4 separate regions of the Mus musculus genome follow, and all the other regions are linked to region 1. A link is a contact called in public Hi-C and promoter capture Hi-C data. All regions are on one chromosome and are shown on one strand. The core of a region is the stretch at or near the end of the contact, and the rest is flanking DNA. Distances in the headings are between cores, read along the strand shown.

Region 1 (3,182 bases), core at 243-2,742:
CCAGAGGCCCTGGGGAACGCCCAGACAAGGCATAACTACCAATGTTGCACGGAGGAGGGGCTGCTTTTGCCTTGGGCAAGCTGGGATGGGTCCCCCCAATCCCATGGGCCCATGGCATCTATGACTAGGTTCTGAGGCTGGCTTTGTTTTTTTTTTTTTTTCTAAGTGAAACAGGGTGACAGCTGGGCTGGGGCCCTTCCATGTAGTCACCCCAGCCGCAGCCACAGCCCTCAGCAAATTCACGGGACAGGTGATGTGACTTCTTCCCTCCTTGGCTTCCTGGATGGTCCCTGGTGGGCAGGGTTAGGCATCCTCAGGGACCACACAAGCCACCAGGAGAGGTCCTGGCCTGGCTCGGGAGACCCTGGTGTCTGTTGTCTCCCTGGGGCTGAGTCCGAGAGGAGGGGGCGCGGCTGGGGACCCTCCTGACCGGGGAAGCCGGCGTAACAGGTGGGCGAAGGTCCACGGCCAGGGCCGGCGGGGTCCGCAGATGCGGGAGGAGGAACCGCCAAGGTTTTTCCAAAGGACAAGCGGCCCCGCGGTCCTGGTTCTCGGCCCGCGCACCAGCAGAGCCGTGGCGCGGTGCGGGCCGCCGGGCCCGCCCCAGCTACCGCAGGGTCCCCAGCTCTCCGGGTGGACACCCCGGGACAGCCCGCACAGGGCTCTGGGGCCTGGCGCAACCGCGCGGCCCGCAGCAACTGGTGTCTCTCCGGGGCGCAGCTCCGCCCTTCCCGGGAACAAAAGCCGCCGCCCGCGCAGGAGCTCCTGGCGCGCGGGCCGAGAAGGGGTGCGGGGCGCGCCTCGGGGAGCGGAGGCCTGGAAACGGGGCGCCCCAGAGGACGCCCCCAAACTTCCCAGCTCTCCCGTGCGGTTGTTCCGGGCGGCGGCGGCGCTTGCCCTGCGGGGACCCGGGTGCGGGGAGGGGGCGAGCGGCCGGCGACTGGGAAACTTACTGCAGTCGTCTGACTCGTAGCCGTCGACGTCCGGCTCGTCCTCGGGGGGCTTGGCGGGCGGCCTCGCGGGGCTGGGGCCGGGGCTGGGGCCTGGGCTGGCTCCGTAGGCTCCGAAGAGCTGGTCCACATCTTCGTCGTCGTCGCGGGCGCCGTCGGAGGGGCTGCGGGGGCTGGCGCTGGCTGCGGGAGAGCGCGCGGGGGCGTCCGGGGGCGCGGGGGCGCGGGGCGCGGCGGTAGGGGGGAGGCCCCGCGGGAAGCGGGGAAAATAATCGGAGATCTGCTTGATAGGCCGAATGGGGCCGGGACACACGTCGATGGCCATATGCTCCTGGATGCTGATGGTCGCCTTCTCCCCGCGCCGCCGGAGGGTCATGCAGGCAGCGCCGCGGCGCGCGGCCCGGCCCGGCCCGGTGTGACCCCGGCCCGGGGGCAAGTCAGCGGGTCCCGCGGGGCGCTGCGGGGGCTGCGGTCATCGCCAGCGTGGCCCCCGGACGGCCCTGACGCGGCTGCTGCCTGCTCGGCGGCGGCCGGTGCGAGTGAGTGCGGGGCCGGCAGCAGGGGGCGGGCCCAGCCCGCGTCACCCGGCAGCAACCAAGCGGTGAGTGTGCGGGCTGCGCGCGCGGGCGGGCGGGCTGGCGGGCACGGAGAGAGCGAGGGAGCGAGCGAGCCAGGAGAGCAACCACTTCCTCGCGCTCACACGGCGCGCTCACACACGCGGGAGACGCGCAGGGCCACTCGGAGCCTTTGCCTCACTTAGGCTCGCAGACTGGGTGCCAGCCCATGAGGGGCTGCATTCCACTCTCGTGCAGACACACACAGACACACAAATGTGTGTAGAGACACTCAGTGGAAAAGATCACCCATTCCGGGCTCCAGGCTACAGACACATGCACTGGTGGATGCTAAGGCATGGTGCACCTCCCCAGCATGCAAAATACATACAAGAGACACATGTTCGCAAGGATGCCCAGGGCAGTCTTCCGTGCTGGGCTCAACTCACAGAACCCATAATAGCCATAGAAGCCATTTGGGGATGTGGATAGGAACTCCTCAAAAAATCCCCTCCTTTGTAGAGGCAGGTAGGTAGGCCACAGGATTACCCTGCCAGGGAACAGGCTGTTTACTTCCTAGCAGGACAAGTGTACCCTGGGCTGTCCCAGGACACTGCTGGGACAGTCTGCTTACTTCCTCTCAGGTCACATGTAAACAGGAGCGTCTATGACCTGGGCCAGACTCCTCACTCAGTCCCTGAGTGGCTTAAAAGACCCAGAAGAACAGGCTGGGTGAGAACTTGGACCGGGGCATGGTCAGGATGGACAGAGGGAAGCAGGCCAGGCCAGGGATCTCCTGGGGTGATGACTGAGTTCAGGTGTAAAGGCAAGGTGCTGCCTGGCCCACACTTGTGCCTCCCATGCCAGGCAAATCCCTGCCGCAGTTCAGGGAACAGCTGTGCTGGGAGCAGGCTGCTGCGTGTGCAGATGCATCTCCAGTAAGCCCTGGGCCGGCGAGGATGGAACCCTGTTTACTCTGGTTTTCACTGACGCGTGGGAGAGGCTTATCATTTTTGGCTGTGTCCCTCTTTTGTCAAGGTTCTCAACCCATGGGCTGTGACCCCTTGGCGGACTGTCGATTTCGACCATGGGAAAACACAGAGATTTACATGGCAATTTATAACAGTAGGAAACTTACGCTTATGAAGTGGCAATGAAAATAATTTTACGGTTGGGAGTTGCCACAACACAAGGAACTGTATTGAAGGGTCGCAGCATTAGGAAGGTTGAGACCCACTGCCCTACTGAGTCTAATATGAGAGTGTCAACCCAGAACAGGCTGGGTGAGGACTTGGACTGGGGCATGGTCAGGATGAACAGAGGGAAGCAGGCCAGGACAGGGATCTCCTGGGATGATGACTGATGCAAGGTGAGGGCTGGAGCTAGGAGAGGAGAGGGCCTTCCCTGTTGCTCTCAGTTGCATCATTCAGGTGGGGTCATTGGAGCCCCTGTGTCTCAGTTTTCTCATCTGTCAAATGGGACTAATTCTGATTTCCCAGCAGTGTGGGGAGGCCCTCCATGAGCCTTGAGTATGACAAGATGACATGACTTCCTCATGATTCCTCCTTCCTGTTAGAGACTAGACTCACTGAGAAGAATGGAGAATTGTGTGGTTTCTTTCCCTTCTTTTTGGTTTTCCTGTTTTCTTTGTGGGACTGTGAGTTGAACCTGGGCTCTC
Region 2 (3,223 bases), core at 105-2,604, 150 kb after region 1:
CAGCTGCAGATAGTTTCTGCAATTGCCGTTTGTAATTCTGGGAGCTTTTCAGAGTCTGTAAATGCTAAGGCCCCAGAAGGTGGGTTGTTGGTTAGTCGCTGTTGGTCACAGTTTAAGTGATTGTACATGAAAAAGAAACAAGAAGAAGAAATTAGATGTCCTGATGGCAAAGATCAAACTTTCCCCAAGGAACTCGACGTCCCTAATCAGCAGGATGTAGTCTAAGGATAACATCATCCCCTTTCCCCGGCCCTGGCTTTATTCAGGGGATCTTTCCTTTCTTCCGTATCCTTTGTTTCTCTCTTATCTAGTGTTAGGTGGTAGAAAGGGTGGAAGAAAAGGGATGGAAAAGGGAGGAAGAAAGAAGAACCCACAAAGGAGTTGAAGATCAGCTACAGGGTTTCATGTAGCATGTACATCCTAAATAAATAATAATGTCTGCCTGGAGCATTACGCTTAGGACAGTGGAGCAGCCCTTGTTTCATAGTGGAAATGGTCAGTTAGTGTTGTCCACCGTGGGTGCTGGAGGAGAGCATGGCGCCTGCGTACCATGTGCTTTCCATGTTTTCTGCTACACATTTCACTCCTCACTGAGGGCCAGGTGAGAGATTGCCTTCAGATCTAATGTGGCTGGGGTCTCTCTCCTTACAGATCACACAAACTGCATCACAGATATTTCTTCCTGCCTTGATTACCCATCAGGGTAAAAGTCTGACTCATAGTAAAGTGTATTAAACGCCATGGCCTGACTCTCTGTCTCTCTGTCTCTGTCTTTCACTCAGTATATATATATATACACACACATAAACATATATATTCTAAGTCTCCCCTGCTTTTGACATTTGGTTAATCTCTATTTTTTTCTGATTTTTTTATGGGCTTCTATTTAATTACATAACCTCACAGAAACAGATAATATAAATGTGTCTGTGCACATACTATTATCTATACTCTATACCCAGGTCTGATACATAGCATCAACTTTATCTTATTTTTTTTATAAATACATATTTGTATATTTCTTATATATGACACATGGAGAAACAAAGCATATATTCTCTGGGCATTTTCAGTTTTTACATGCAACATGGTGGAGTACTGAGTGGATAGATACGAATATAGATGGATAATGGGAAAAACAGCAAAATAGAAAGCACCGTTTTTCCTTGAAAATGTCAGAGTACAGTTGGGCTCAGGGAAGAACAGGGTACCAGTGGTCAGATGCCAGGCTAGTCATGAGGAGCTTGTCAGCAACTCTACTGGGAGCAGGAAACGACCCACATAGCCACCCCTCCCCGCCCAGGCACTCTGAGGTTTTATCAACCCTCTAACACAGCCTGCCCCCATCCCTTCCACTCAGCAGCAAATTAAATGCAGAGGTTGGTGACTGCGAGTCTGCACCAGCTCCCTGCACAGGGCTGACAATTAGTATTGGAAGCAACATTCTAGAAAGACAACAGCACCGGGCCATGAATAATGAGACAGCAAACTATGCGGACTCCTTATAGATGCTGACAGAATTCTAAGTGAAGAGAGCCCCCAACCTGCGTCTGCATTCAGACTGGCCCTGTCCCCCTCTGATGTCTGAAAGCAGCCACAGACTGGAGAACTCCTGTGCCTTGCTTCTCCCAGCAAGAGAGCAAACCCCAGCTAAGATCAATCACACTGCTCAGGACCAGAGACTCGGCCCCCAGCATGATGGGCTCGTCCTGGCAGCCTCCTGACCCCGTGTACCCACAGAAAGAGTGCCACAGTGTGTGGCCCCTGTGGGCCAGCTGAAAGAGGAGGATGAGCCAGGGCAGGAAGCAGCAGGCCAGTGCCAGCAGGTGCCCCTCACACAGCCTCCCACAGACTTCACAGCCAGTTCCCATCCCCTTCAGTCCCCAGTTATAAGCCTATTTTATTCCAAGATCACCAGGGCTCTGCATTTCAAACAGCAGGTGAAAAGGAGACAATGGCCGGTCTGCGGGCCTTTTCAATAAAATTTTCAGGAGGACACACAGGCCAGGCCTTTCTTTTCTGAGGGGAACTAACAATTTGCAGAGGTAGTCTGACTTTCTAGAATTTTACCTGCCCGGTAAAGGGCCAAAAAGAGGAGAAGGGGAGAGGGAAGGTTGTGTCTGCCAATGGATTCAAGTGACAGAACCTTGTGTAGTTAGTCCCTCAGAGCAAGACAGATGGAAGTGCTGAGTTTATCAAGTAGGAGTAAGGGAGAACCTAGAATCGGGTCTGATGGCCTAGCCACCACCAGGCATGGCCTCAGAAGCTCTGACTTTACACTGTGACTACCCAGCCCCCTCAGGCCATACCCAGGCCAAGTTAGCATATCTAAGTCCCTCCCTTATTAACCTGAGAACTTGTGGGGTGACAGTGGGGGGCTAGGATGAAGTTTAGTGGTAGCGCATTATGAGCAAGCATGAAGTCCTAGGTTAGATCTCCTGCAGCAAAGGCCTGGGGCTGTGGGGGACGAGTTGACACTGAACCATATGTTCAGCCATGACAAACAGGGTCTGCAGGGTTAAGAGGGAAGGGAGCCAATCCAGAGATGAAACAGCCAGGAAGCAGACACCTGGCTTCTCTCTAGAACGCATGCCCCATTCAGTCCTCCGTGGTCGGGGTGTACAGAGCAACCTCAGCTTTGTAAGTTGCTCCAGTGCCTGACGTCCTTCTTTTTGTTCAATTGTCACCATGTGTCACCAGCCCGGGCCAGCCACAGGTACCTAGCAGCCTGCTTCATATGACACGCTGCCCCTGCAACCCAGAGTAAAGATGACCTGGGGGTGTTCAGACCAGCACTAGGGGGAGCAGAGGATTTGTGTACCAGGCTGGCTGCCAGGCAGATCTGTCTCCACTAGCAAGGTGACCTTGAACACCAAACCTTCTGAAGTGCAGCTTTTTAAAGTGTTTGGGCTGCAGCTGCCTCCCCAGATCCTCCTCTGTACCCCCTGCAGACAGCCAGTCATCCTGGCTACCGGCTCAATGAGTGTCCCAAAAGGCCAGTCCCAACATGCAGCTATGGGCTTGAAATGGCCCCAGTCGCTTCCTATTGCTGTTTCTATAAAACCAGAAATTTCCTACACACTTGGGGCCTCTGCATGTCCTTTAATGTCACATTCCTCCCTTGGGCCTCCAGGGTCCCTGATACAATCTCGTTCACCTAATTATCTCTGTTAATTTTTTTGTTGTTGTTTTTAGCGCCATTATGGAGATACAATTCACAAAT
Region 3 (2,965 bases), core at 179-2,678, 230 kb after region 1:
ACCAAGCCACAGGTTCTGGAAGAAGCCTGAGAAAGCTCCCCCAGGAGGCCACATAGTGAGGAAGGGCCACCAGGACTTGAATGGGAAAGGTGAGAGGGTCAAGGTTCATGTCAGGTGCAGGAATCCATGTCAGAGGCACCAGTGAGTGTCTGATCGGTGGTCAGAGCAGGAAAGATGAGAGAGACTGAAAGACCAAGCTGAAGCAAGTTTCACCTTGGAGTGGAAATAAAAGGTGCTGGTTTTTGCTGGGACAGGGTCAGTAGGTCAAGAAGGCCCCACACCAGCAAAGCTCCATTTTGGTCCTTAAGCATAACACTTGCCGCTGACCTCCCCATGGGAGGCACAGTCACAGCTCTCCTTCAGTCTTACTTTGAGCTTCTACTGTAGACAGGATGTGGCCTTTCTTGAGCTGTGCTCTGAATATCATCACCTGAACAGATCCCAAGACAAAACAGACTTGGGAGTTTTTCTTGCAAAGAGTTTAAAGGAAAAGAAGGAAAAGGATTAATACTTTCAAAGCCCTGGCCACCTGGAGGACGCTGATCTCATTAAGTGCAGAACACTGGCTGGGAAAAAAAGACCTACCAGACCCTGAAGACTCTTGTGTGTGACTAACCCCAAAGGCTGTGGTCCGCCTTGCGCCAGGAGCCCAGAGCACACCCCTCTCCCAGGTCCCGGCAGAGGGAGGCCGCTTTGGGAGCAAAGCCGCGGGGCGTGGGCCCCCCGGGTGGGGAGGGCCCGGGATCCCTGTCCGTGTCCCGGGAGCCCCACCCAGCCCGCCCCAGCAGGAATGTGGTCGAGCCGCAGCCTGGCAGCCTCGGGGGCCGCCACCTCGAAGGGAGGAGACCGCGGCTTGCCTCTCCCGGGGCTCCCGCGCCTCCCAGGCGATGACAATTTTCCAGCCACTGGCTCCAGCTGGCCAGGCTCTCTCGCTACGCTCCCGCCCCGGCTCCCGGCGATGGCCACGCCGTCTCGACGGGCGGGTGGCCGCACCGACTGCGAAAGCTGGAGACTCCCCGGGGAGGGCTGCGGGTGGGCCGGGACTGGGAGAAGTCCGCGCGGGAGGCAACTCACCGGGACTATAGGGGTCACCGCCGCATCGGGCTCCAGCGTCCCTGCGACCGGAGCGCGCTCCCCACCGCCGCCCGCCGTCGCTGCGAGCCCCCAGTGGCTGGGGCTAGGGCTTGGGGGCAGCCCCGAGTCCGGGCTGTCCAGGACGCCGTCGCCTTTTTTCTTCGTGTCCACGAGTTCAGGGACATCCTGCAGGCTCAGCCGGCCCACCATAGCTGCACGTGTGGCGGGACCGGGCACAGCCGCCGCGGTGTTGGAGTGCAAGAGAGGGCCGCACACGCGGGCCGGGGCCGCTGCCCTCCGGGCTGCCCTCCTTGCCCCGCCGCCGGCGCGTTGTCCGGGTGTCGCCAGCGGCCGCGCTCGTTCGAGGCCCCGCCCTCCGCCCCGCCCCGAGGGCTGGCCCAGCCGCGGTGACCGCCGAGAGGCCAAGCGCCAGGGGCCGCTGCGCTCCCGCCGCGCGCCGCCCAGCTCGTCCGAGCGCCGATCTTCCCGCGACGGGCCTCCCCTCCCACCTCCCCGGCATGCCGCGACTGGCAAAGCTGCGAGGCTTCGTCCGGCCCCGCACCCTGTCCCTATGGTCCACGGCGATCCTTGCTCCATGCACTGTCCCCCGGCCCCCGAGAGGTGCTAATATCTCTAGATCTGGCAGCCCAGAGCCAAGGAGTCCCAGTCTGCAGAGGCCGGGGGCGGGGGGGGGGGGGGGGGCGTGGGGAGAGAGGACGAGCAAACAACTGGAAATTATTAATACTTAATGCGCTTCGTATGGCTCCAGCGGCCTGTTGGCTCAGCAGGGCCTGCTCTGGCTCTCACGTCTGCCCCGGAGGAGAGAGGGCCTACTCCTCCGGACTCCCGGGGGCGTCGATCACTCCCTGGTCCCGGGCACAGCTGAACAGGCTGTGGCCAGTCCAGGCAGGGAAGTTCTGAGGGTGTCACAGGCTTGGATCTCCCAAAGAGACCAGCAAACAGAGCAGCTCTCTTAGGGAGTCAAGATTCCCCTTATGGAGGCCACAGTCTATTCACTCACAGGAACTTTCTCCCTCTGTCCTATCAGAGGGAATCTCTTCTACAAACAAAACAAAACCTAAACTCAACAGCAAACAGACTGTGGTCCTTCCTGATAGGTTTGACAGAGAAGCTCTTCTTCAGTGGGAAGTAATTGAGTTGGGGTGTGCCTAAAATCATTGTCTTTTCTTCTTTCCTTTCCTTTCCTTTCCTTTCCTTCCCCTTCCCCTTCCCCTTCCCCTTCCCCTTCCCCTTCCCCTTCCCCTTCCCCTTCCCCTTCCCCTTCCCCTTCCTTCCTTTCTTTCTTTCTTTCTTTCTTTCTTTCTTTCTTTCTTTCTTTCCTCTCATGGAGATGTCCCGGGGTCAACACCAAGTGCCACGTGCTCCACCAGAAGTCTTCCCTGGATCACCTTCGTGGTCCAATCCACATCTTTGCAAGAACAAAGAACATCTGTCCTGCTTGGGGCAGATTTGTTAAAATATATATATATATATATATATATATATATATATATATATATATATATGTTCAGAGTGACTAGATCTACCAGCAAAGTTCAGTCCTCCTTTCTCTCTACCCATCATTTTTGATACGGAGAGAGAAGGGCTTGCCTTTAATCATGTGATGGATAGAAGGCAGCTTGCTAGGAACAGAAAGCCAGGGTCATTCCTTCTACAGAGGATACATCCTGTAGGGGGCTGGACTGGGAGGTTGTTCATTCATTCAGGGGTGGTGGGAATAGGTTACAAAAATCTACAGTGTACAGTACTGGACAAGTGTCTAATGCAAGGACAATCTGAGGTGTCACACTTCCCTACCCCTGTTGACCTCAATATCTGTACACCTTGCAGAACTGGACCCCCACATCAGAGGAGAAACCTCTGTGCTTTC
Region 4 (2,918 bases), core at 125-2,624, 250 kb after region 1:
TAGTGTCTGGGAGGTGGGGAGGACTGGGCCTGTCTGAGCCTACAAACTAGTTTTTAAATTGTGACTAGTCCCTAAGCCACTCAGTGTTAACAACTATTTATTTCCAGGTATGGAAGTGCACACCTGTAGCTGAGAATCCAGCTTGGGTTATGAATTCAAGGTCAGCCTGGACCACATTGTGAGACTGTATTAAAACAAAACAAAACCACTATCAAAAACCAAAAACAACCCCAGCAACCCAACTATTTATGTAGTATTTACATTATATGAGGCACTATACATAGTCCAGAGGTACTCAGATTCAACTAAAGGATGTGCTGGGATTGTTTACACACACGGTGCTATTTTATAGAAGAGACAGAGTATCTGCATGGGGTGTGTGTGGTCCTGGAAGCAGTCTCCTGTGGATACTGACAGACAACTGTAATCACCTGTGTGGCTCCTAAGCATAGACCCAGCAGGCTCCTCTGCAGACTCACAGTTCAGTCTCTAGACATCTGCATTTCTCAGAGGGCCCCGAGGGAGTCTAATGCATTCCCCAGGTGAGGAAGAGGCTGTACAGAACATGCTGGATTCAGTCTTCATCAAGAAGACATTTAACATAACTCCTACTGACACCTATCTGCTGGCTCCTACGTGGTTTCTGACAGCGTGATACATCAAGTCAGTCACTTCGCTGCTGTGACCACTGACTGGGAGAAACAGCCGCTTGACCGCTCAGTACCACCATAGAGATTGGCTGGAAAACCAGCCTCTCATGAATGAGCCAAAAAGACAAGTTTAATAAGCTGTGTGCGCACAGCACACAGTACACAGTAGCCAGGGGTGGGAGGAGCCCACTGGCTTCAGCTCCCCAGGGTGGGTGGCAGGTGGCTGACTTGGCTGTGCTGTCTGGGGATAGCCACATGCCTGCTTTCCAATAGGGCAGCACAGAGGGGACCCCCAGCCCCCAGCTAAGGCCCAGTGAGCTTCTGCACTTGTCTGGGTTGTGATACATCCTGACCAAGGGCCACACATCTTTTCCTTGCTACTTGTTTTCTTTCTGATTAGAATTTAAACATGCTTAACACACGAGAGTGATTCCTCCTAGCAAGAACAGGCTAGGTGCTGATGAAGAAATGAGGCTCTAGGGCTGGTGTGTAGCCCAGGGGTTAAGAGAACAAAGGAGAGAAAAGGAAGGAGGCCCAGATCAGAGCTGAGCACTCTGATAGCCGGAGATAACCAGGCGAGCCTTCCTGCTGTGGCGATCATGCTCAAGAAGTGGGTCTGGGATCTGGGATCAAGTCTAGGGCCCAGATCTTTCTGTTCTAACAGCTAACACGTTTAGTACCAGGACGAAAGCTGTCAATAAAGGTGGTCACACTGAAGTTGTGGTCACATAACAGAGCCTTGGTTTCAAGAGCAGCGAGAGCAGGGTGACGTCTGCACTGGTAAGGTGCCTGTTTCCCGGAAGTGGGGTGACTCCCCTGCAGAACTGGATTTCAAGAGCTGGTGGTGGGCAGCACAGGCAGAAGAGCTGGGCTGTGCTCTGGGCTGTTTCCGGTTCTGAGCCTGGTGTGCACGGTCAGTATCATGGTGGTTTTTCTCAGCAGTAGTCATGATGTGCTGCTGTGGTACTACATCAGCCACCAGGTCTCAGGGCTCTGGAAAGTACTCTGGACTTGAAGCATCTGAGCGAGTGGGAAGTCAGACGGTCAGACTTACTCTTTTCCTTCCCACAGCTTCTGCCAAGAAAGCCCTTTCAAGGGAAATTCCCGGTATCTCTCAGCAGACAGTCTCCTTCCCAGGATCCAGGGCTAGACAATGTGTTCATGTGAACAGGGAGAGTGCCACAAAGACCCCGCCTCTAAGTCAGCTCTAGGTCTGCCTCCACACCAGCTCAGGAGCCCACCACAGGCAAGACCCCTGCTGCTCAGGCTGGGCACACCAGCACTCACACAGTCTGTCTCCTCCATGGGCAAGAGACTCAGTGGGCATCTCTCTTCTGGAGAGTACAGAGACATGGGAGAAAACAGGGGTAGCTTGGCCATGTTATGGAAGACAGCAGATTGAGTCCCAGAAACAGTTATTTACATGGAAAAGTGCTAATACTGCAGGGAATTGGTAAAGAGGCCAATATCCCACTCTGCCACCAGCCACTTGGCTCACTCAGGCCCCCAGGCCAATTCCAGAGACAGAGAGGGAAAAGGACCTCACAACACAGATGGAGAAAGAGGTAAGATCCAGGCTTCCTCAGCCAAGCTGCAGGCCCTGGCTGGTGTCGAGGGCTGAGTGGGGAGATGACATGGGTCAGTGACAACTCAACCATCACAGGCAGCCTGGGGACAGCAGGTAAACCACAGGGACCTTTCAACCACTGCTGCCCCAGCTTCAGGGATGGAGATAATCTAAAAATGCCTTTTAATAACACAGATTTCACTGAGCTTCCATGACTGAGATAGAAAATAAGACATGTTATGAGAGAGATACTTTAATAACCGTAATGTTCTCAGAGGCTTCAAGACTCAGGACTCAGTGTGAGGGTTTGCAGAAGTCGGCTGTTCAGGACTCTGGCCATGCCTTCCCACTCCTTACAGTCTCTTTTTAATCAGTTTCTCCAGTTTGCGGATTCGGGATGACTCCTGCTCCGGTGTTGGGGCAATCAGCGACAGGGTGCTGGAACCTTCTGTCCCCGAGGGCGGGGCAGGGAGCCTCTGCCGCAAAAGTTCCAGCATGCTGCTCTGCTCACTCCTCTTCAGCCCCTGAGAGGAAAGGGAGAGAAACTGGTCAGGCGGTGGCCCGCAGTGCCTGGCAGGAGTAGGAGGCACACTTGGGTCTTGCAGTTCGCTCAGACTGAGCTGTGCTGGGCTAACTGCATGATGCCAAGAACCCGAGGACCTTGCTTCCTTCAGGGGAATTCTGGTCCTGGGCAGCAGCCT

Evidence for each region. Promoter capture Hi-C pulls out the DNA fragments that hold promoters and counts their contacts. Hi-C and Micro-C count contacts between places; a contact is called where the count stands out from the background.
Region 2: a promoter capture Hi-C map of the C10 cell line shows a contact between it and region 1. The contact joins the enhancer-like site here to the promoter of Doc2b in region 1. A contact is called at or near these places in 16 of 39 promoter capture datasets (the 3T3-L1 cell line, the C10 cell line, the HPC-7 cell line and 10 more), 2 of 484 Hi-C or Micro-C datasets (bone marrow-derived macrophages and embryonic fibroblasts), 14 of 115 datasets of contacts at active chromatin or transcription factors (SST interneurons, cardiomyocytes, craniofacial prominence and 11 more) and 3 of 9 other capture datasets (adipose tissue, liver and pancreatic islet).
Region 3: a contact with region 1 is called in a promoter capture Hi-C map of embryonic stem cells. The contact joins the promoter of Rflnb here to the promoter of Doc2b in region 1. A contact is called at or near these places in 21 of 39 promoter capture datasets (the 3T3-L1 cell line, 3T3-L1-derived adipocytes, the C10 cell line and 12 more), 2 of 15 datasets of contacts at CTCF or cohesin (embryonic stem cells and pro-B cells), 9 of 484 Hi-C or Micro-C datasets (the 3T3-L1 cell line, the N1E-115 cell line, bone marrow-derived macrophages and 4 more), 14 of 115 datasets of contacts at active chromatin or transcription factors (craniofacial prominence, differentiating embryonic stem cells, embryonic basal ganglia and 8 more) and 2 of 9 other capture datasets (adipose tissue and embryonic stem cells).
Region 4: a contact with region 1 is called in a Hi-C map of CD8 T cells, with 3 times the contacts expected there. The contact joins the enhancer-like site here to the promoter of Doc2b in region 1. A contact is called at or near these places in 19 of 39 promoter capture datasets (the 3T3-L1 cell line, 3T3-L1-derived adipocytes, the HPC-7 cell line and 11 more), 2 of 15 datasets of contacts at CTCF or cohesin (embryonic stem cells and pro-B cells), 4 of 484 Hi-C or Micro-C datasets (CD8 T cells, bone marrow-derived macrophages and cortical neurons), 7 of 115 datasets of contacts at active chromatin or transcription factors (cardiomyocytes, embryonic basal ganglia, embryonic forebrain and 4 more) and 2 of 9 other capture datasets (embryonic stem cells and liver).

The regions. Positions count from the first base shown.
Region 1 is chr11:75,794,568-75,797,749 of GRCm38.p6, forward strand. It overlaps Doc2b (double C2, beta), which reads right to left and starts at 1,493. Exons shown (of 9, transcript NM_007873.3): 1 at 954-1,493. The coding sequence starts at 1,326. It overlaps Gm12339 (predicted gene 12339), which reads left to right and starts at 1,242. Exons shown (of 4, transcript NR_136933.1): 1 at 1,242-1,551.
Region 2 is chr11:75,944,612-75,947,834 of GRCm38.p6, forward strand. It overlaps a transcript of Rph3al not described here. Among named protein-coding and RNA genes, the nearest start is that of Rph3al, 35 kb to the left of the region's middle. Within about 2 kb of position 1,355, at least 22 of the 459 cell types and tissues checked have an H3K27ac peak or open chromatin away from gene starts, as enhancers often do. A contact at or near this core is called in SST interneurons and stem cell-derived epiblast-like cells, where this site is marked.
Region 3 is chr11:76,026,354-76,029,318 of GRCm38.p6, forward strand. It overlaps Rflnb (refilin B), which reads right to left and starts at 1,429. Exons shown (of 3, transcript NM_029658.1): 1 at 1,075-1,429. The coding sequence starts at 1,284.
Region 4 is chr11:76,043,842-76,046,759 of GRCm38.p6, forward strand. Vps53 (VPS53 GARP complex subunit) reads right to left here. Exons shown (of 22, transcript NM_026664.4): 22 at 2,385-2,741. The coding sequence ends at 2,571. Among named protein-coding and RNA genes, the nearest start is that of Rflnb, 18 kb to the left of the region's middle. Within about 2 kb of position 1,375, at least 10 of the 459 cell types and tissues checked have an H3K27ac peak or open chromatin away from gene starts, as enhancers often do. A contact at or near this core is called in CD8 T cells, where this site is marked.